Regions from separate parts of the Sus scrofa genome. Here region 1 is linked to region 2. A link is a contact called in public Hi-C data. All regions are on one chromosome and are shown on one strand. Each heading gives the region's core, a stretch centred on a gene start, on an enhancer-like site or on the middle of the called end of the contact. The rest is flanking DNA. Distances are from core to core; before and after follow the strand shown.

Evidence for each region. A called contact is a pair of places that touch in the nucleus more often than the background predicts.
Region 1: a contact with region 2 is called in a Hi-C map of skeletal muscle, with 2.3 times the contacts expected there. The contact joins two enhancer-like sites. A contact is called at or near these places in 4 of 47 Hi-C or Micro-C datasets (embryonic fibroblasts, fibroblasts and skeletal muscle) and 1 of 2 datasets of contacts at active chromatin or transcription factors (skeletal muscle).

What each region holds. Positions count from the first base shown.
Region 1 is chr13:47,906,344-47,909,043 of Sscrofa11.1, reverse strand. SLC25A26 (S-adenosylmethionine mitochondrial carrier protein) reads right to left here. Exons shown (of 10, transcript XM_003358494.5): 10 at 1-1,222. The coding sequence ends at 1,105. LRIG1 (leucine-rich repeats and immunoglobulin-like domains protein 1) reads left to right here. Exons shown (of 20, transcript XM_005669717.3): 20 at 1-42. Among named protein-coding and RNA genes, the nearest start is that of LRIG1, 120 kb to the left of the region's middle. Within about 2 kb of position 1,448, at least 16 of the 83 cell types and tissues checked have an H3K27ac peak or open chromatin away from gene starts, as enhancers often do. A contact at or near this core is called in skeletal muscle, where this site is marked.
Region 2 is chr13:47,830,267-47,832,966 of Sscrofa11.1, reverse strand. The region is part of intron 5 of SLC25A26 (S-adenosylmethionine mitochondrial carrier protein); the gene reads right to left. Among named protein-coding and RNA genes, the nearest start is that of SLC25A26, 88 kb to the right of the region's middle. Within about 2 kb of position 1,371, at least 2 of the 83 cell types and tissues checked have an H3K27ac peak or open chromatin away from gene starts, as enhancers often do. A contact at or near this core is called in skeletal muscle, where this site is marked.

The DNA.
Region 1 (2,700 bases), core at 199-2,698, 76 kb before region 2:
CATTGAAGTGTCTTTAATAAATAAAGGTTCATTTATAAAATGTTAGGTGTGTGGTCAGGGTATTCTTATACTTACATTAACCAGCATTGCTTCATCCCATTTAATTCCAGAGATTCCCTTATAAAAGCAGACATTCTGCCTTTAATTACCTTTTTCCCCCACTGCTCGCTCCCAAAAATGAAAAAAAAATTTTAGTCAAAGCAGAATTATATACAGTTGCTCCAGGGAAGACAGGACACCACCACTGGATTCCTGAGATTTCTCTCTGAATTTTTTCTAACACCTGGAGCTTATTAGTTGCGCTCCAAAGGGGTGACCTTCCCATTTCATCTCTTAGATTTATCAGGGTTGAGCTTAAAACTCCAAGCAACAAACCTGATTGATTTGGGATGATGAAACCACCCTATTGGCAAAGCCAGTCCCAGCCCTTGCTGTGGGTCTGGTGTGGAGACAGCGGGTCCATCGCCTGTTGGGCCCACCTAGTCCCTGCGCCACGACTGGTTTCTTGCTCACACACACCCCACATGGGCTGCTTGCTGCACACTTGCCTGTGAAATAACACTATTGTGTTTTTACGAGTGAAATCTGAGGGTAATTAAGAACAGCAGCTTACTGTGCACCTGTAGTTCATTCTTTTTACACTAGGCTGTGAGCTTATGCAATTGGAATTAACCCAGGGGAGAAACCCACCCACATCCCCAACTTTCCCCCCTAGGTCTCCATCCTTTACCCATTCTTTTAAAATTATAACCATCTCTGCCTCTGGCTGCAGCCACCGTCAGGTGGCAGGAAGCGAAAGATTAGATACAGATCAAATGAGGGCTCTGTAGGGCCTGGACTCAGCGCTGCCACACTTATTTATTAAGGGGTTCTGAGAAAATTGTTCCAAGTACCGCTGTGGACATCATTTTCTCTCTCTGGCAAAGAGGCTAATGACGTCATTCCCACCAGCCTGTAGCACGGAAGATGCATTCTCAGTGTCGAAATCTGAGTAGAACTGGGTTTTCGCGCCGTGTTTTGTTCCGATGGCCGAACAGCTGCTCACTGGAAGGGAGATGGTTCTCACAGCAGGACCCATTCTTGAGAGAAGGGGCTGTCTCTGAGTCACGGCCTTTCTCGGCCAAGTTCCAAGACAAAGCTGCGAGTTCGGTCATAAGCACCAAGAAAGATGAAACCTCCCAGACTGATTGCTGCCATTCGGGGTAAGACACCTGCAAATAATCTAGGGGGGAAAAGGCAGGAGGAAAGATTTTTTTCAAATTGTGTGTATAAAAAAGGTTAAATTCCAACACCCACAGCTTGCTCAACTCCACACACCAGCTCATTAAACCCCACACAGCACTTAAAATGTGTGTTTTTCCTTTCAGAGTGGCACTGAATTACATTCCCAAATACACTTGCTGAAGTTGGAGCCCAGCTGTTTGCTGGCTGAATCAGCCAAATACCAAACAGCTTACTTGTGAGCACCTACACTTAGGTCCAGCAATTAGTCGAGATGCAGTAACTCTGTCCCCGCAATAGTTAAGTCTTTCACACCATTTCTTTGAGAGAAGATGAAATCAACTTTTTAATAAAGGAGTCAAAAGGCTGAATCCTAGCGAAGGCTGCAGGGTTCCGCCCACCCCAGGAAGCTGAGGTGGGCCCCGGCTCTTTGGGGAGATTCCTGGACAACTGTGCTGCTCCTCCCTGGGACTCACTCCGGCAGAGACCCATGGCGTGATGCCACAAAGGGCATAGAGTCTCCAGGGATTCTCGGTTCTCCCTCCCTGAAGGACAGGAAAGGCAATGGGCTCCAGCTGGGAGGGGGCGCCGCATTACAGGCTGATCCTCATGCACCACACAAGGCCAGTCACCATCAAGTTACAACTTGCGAAATATGCAAAGAAATGCAAAGTAAAAGAACAAGTTACAACTTGCGAAATATGCAAAGAAATGCAAAGTAAAAGAACAATGTTACTGGGGAGGCAAACTTTAAAACCCACAGTGGTGCACAGGTATTTGTTCAAAGATGGTCATTGTGGCATTGCTGGTAAGAGAAAAAAACTGCAAAGAACCTGCTCTCTGGTCACATAAATTCGGGTATGCTATACATACATGGGAGACTACACAGCTTTAAGAATAAGGTCATTCCTGGGGACCAACACAGAACGTGCACAAAATAGGTTCTGAAAGAAAGCCCAAAGCTGTACATATAATACGACTGCTTGTTGGACAAACATGGCCATGATGTGTCAACGTTCTCTGGAGGCTGGGAGGACAGGACACCCTCCCTACCTATACTTCTGTAATAATGGAAACTGTTTTACCAAGAGGAGTACTTGTGTAAGCAGAGAACAAAATGAAAAATATGAAAAAATCAGAACATGTGGATTTACTACAGAAAAGAGGGATGGAATCTAGGGAAGAAAACTGAAAATGATGAGGGTTAGGCCAACAGGATTCTGTGTAGCCTTGAAGGTCTGGGGAGACCTTCATGCTAAGCTAAAGGGAATGGGTGGCTTCCCAAGAAACAGGCCAGGAAGGAATCCCCTGTAGCCTGGATGCTTCCTTTCTGCGTACCTCCTGGGAAAGGCCAATGTGCCCCCCGACCCCCACCCCCAGGGAGCACTCTGCGCTTCTGAGGAAAATGGACCTGAGAATAGTTTCAGGGGGCCCAGATTTTAGTTAGCTAATTAAGGACTTAAATCATCAAGTAACGTC
Region 2 (2,700 bases), core at 122-2,621:
ATGACAAGAAAAGTCTTCTATGTAAAGAGAATGGTATAAACTTTGGCATGCATCATAATCATCTTAATTATCTGTGTTGGAGTTCCTGTTGTGGCTCATTGGGTTAAGCACCTGACATAGTGTCTGTGAAGATAAGGGTTTGATCCCTAGCCTCACTCAGTGGGTTAAGGATCTGATGTTGCCGCAAGCTGCCACATAAATGCAGTTCAGATTCAGTGTTGCTGTGGCTGTGGCATGGGCTGCAGTTGGAGCTCTTACTCAATCCCTAGCCCGGGAACTTCCATATGCTGTGGGTGCAGAACTAAAAAAATAAATAAATAAAATGAAATAAAAGAATAGATTATCTGTGCTAAAATAAAGACTCTAGGCGTATCCTTCACACTTCTGACTTAGGGAGGGCCTGAAAATTTGCATCTAAATTTAATTCCCAAGGGATGCTGATGCCCTTGGTCCATGGATCACACTTTGAGAACTGCAGGTATAAGCCGATATATATAACCTGTTTGGAGAATCCCATTATCTTCCCAAGGTTGGATTACAGGCTGGCATTAATTTATAATAAGTTTCTTTTTTTCCCAAAAAAACTGTTTCTATTTCACTAGTTTACTTTTTTTCTTTTTTTTTTTAGATGAGTTACATACATTTTAAAGACCATGACAACTGGGATAAAAAACGGCCAATGTTAATATTGAAAAGAACTAGAGGGTCTAACAATAACTTATGTAAAATATTTTTAAAGGCAACAATTTTTTTTTAAATTGTTGAACTCAGCATTTTAAAACAAAGTTTAAAGCTTTATAAACAATTTTCTTCAATTTACTTTTAAACATTCAAGTGGTTTATACCACGACATACCTACTAGGATGGTTATAATCAAAACCGGAAACTAACAAGTATTGAGAGGAATCGGAACCCTCATATGGTTCTGGTGGTAATGTAAAACAGTGGAGCCACTGTAAGAAAGTACTGAGGTTCCCCAAAAAGCTTACCATAGAATTACTATATAACCAGGAATTCCACTCCTAGGTGTATACACAAGACTGGAAAGCAGAGTTTCCAACAGATAACTGCATACTAACGTTCACTGCACACCACTGTCTAAGTGTTCATGTCCCCTCAATGTTCACACACTGGCAGCCTAACGCCCACTGTGATGGTTTTAGATGGTGCCTCTGGGAGGTGATTAGGTCATGAGGGTGGAGTCCTGGTAAATGGGATTAGTGTGCCCTTATAAAAGAGACTCCACAGAGCTCCCTAGCTCCTTTCACCAGGTGAAGTGACACTGACAAACCTGCAGGGCAGAAGAGGGCCCTCACTTGACCACACTGGCACCCCGATCTCAGATTTCCAGCTGTCAGAACTGTAATAAATCTCTGCTGTTTGTAAGCCACCCAGTCTGTGACATTTTGTTACACAGTCCAAATGGACTAAGGCACTGTAGTATTATTTATAACAGCCAAAGAGAAGGAAGCAACACAAATGTCCATCAACAGATGACTGGATTAACAAAATGAGGTACATACTTACATGGGATATTATTTAGCCATAAAAAGGAATGAAGTTCTGATACAAACTACAATATGGCTAAACCATGAAAATGCCATACTTAAGTAAAATAAGCCAGACACAGAAGGACAAATGTTTTATAATCTACTTACATGAACGGTCAAGAAGGGGCGAACTCACAGAGACAGAAAGGAAATGAGAGGTTACTGGGGGTTGGGGCGTGGGTGAAATGGGGAGTTACTGCTTCATGGCTACAGAGTTTATGTTTGGGGTAATTGAAAAAGTTTTTGAAACAGACGGTGGTGATTGTACAACACAATGAATGTAATTAATGCTACTGAATTTTAGACTTAAAATGGTTAAAAAGCAAATTTTATTTTATATAAATGTCACTGCCAAAAGAAAGGTGAAGTAGTTTAATCTCAATTATTTGTTCCAAAATCTGACTGAAGACTGAATTGCTGATGTCAGTACTCTGACTTCAGTTTAGCTGAGCCCTGAAATGATAAAGACATGTCATATTGGTCCTGTTTTGTCTATGGTATTTATATGCTTACAAAGACAACCTACTTAACAGGAGTGTAGGCAACAGTTTTAAACAAATTTAGTCAAATCATCTGCAAAACAAAGTAACAGGAACAGGTGACTAATCAGAAACCAAAAAGGTACAAGAATGCTAGATAAGTAGAGTCTTATGTCAACGAGAAATTTTCTGATTTTATCTTCTCCCAATCTTATGAAAAATAAACTGTCTACTGAAGGCACATTGAATATAAACAGACTGGCATATCAGTCATATATCAGAATAATATCTCTGTCCATAATATTTATTTGCTGAGCCATAGTATGAATTTCCAGTTGCATTTGGTCTTGCTTGCTTCTGGCACCCCTCAATGTTCAAAATTTTTGGTACTTAAAAAGTTACTTTAGACTCAAATTATATAGAGGGTCCTACTACAGAGGAAATCTGTAATAAGATGTACATCTGATATACTTTCCTACTTCACTGATTTTACAATCTCTAACCTATTTTAAATGATGCAGACACTTGATTTCCAACCTCAAAACTGTAAGTTCCTTGAAGTTGGCTGTGACTCTGCCTTCATTCCTTGCATCCATAGCCTCTGGCATATACAGATTATATCAGTGTTAAGTGAAAGTTTACATGGGGGGGAGAGTGGGGTGAGGGTCAAG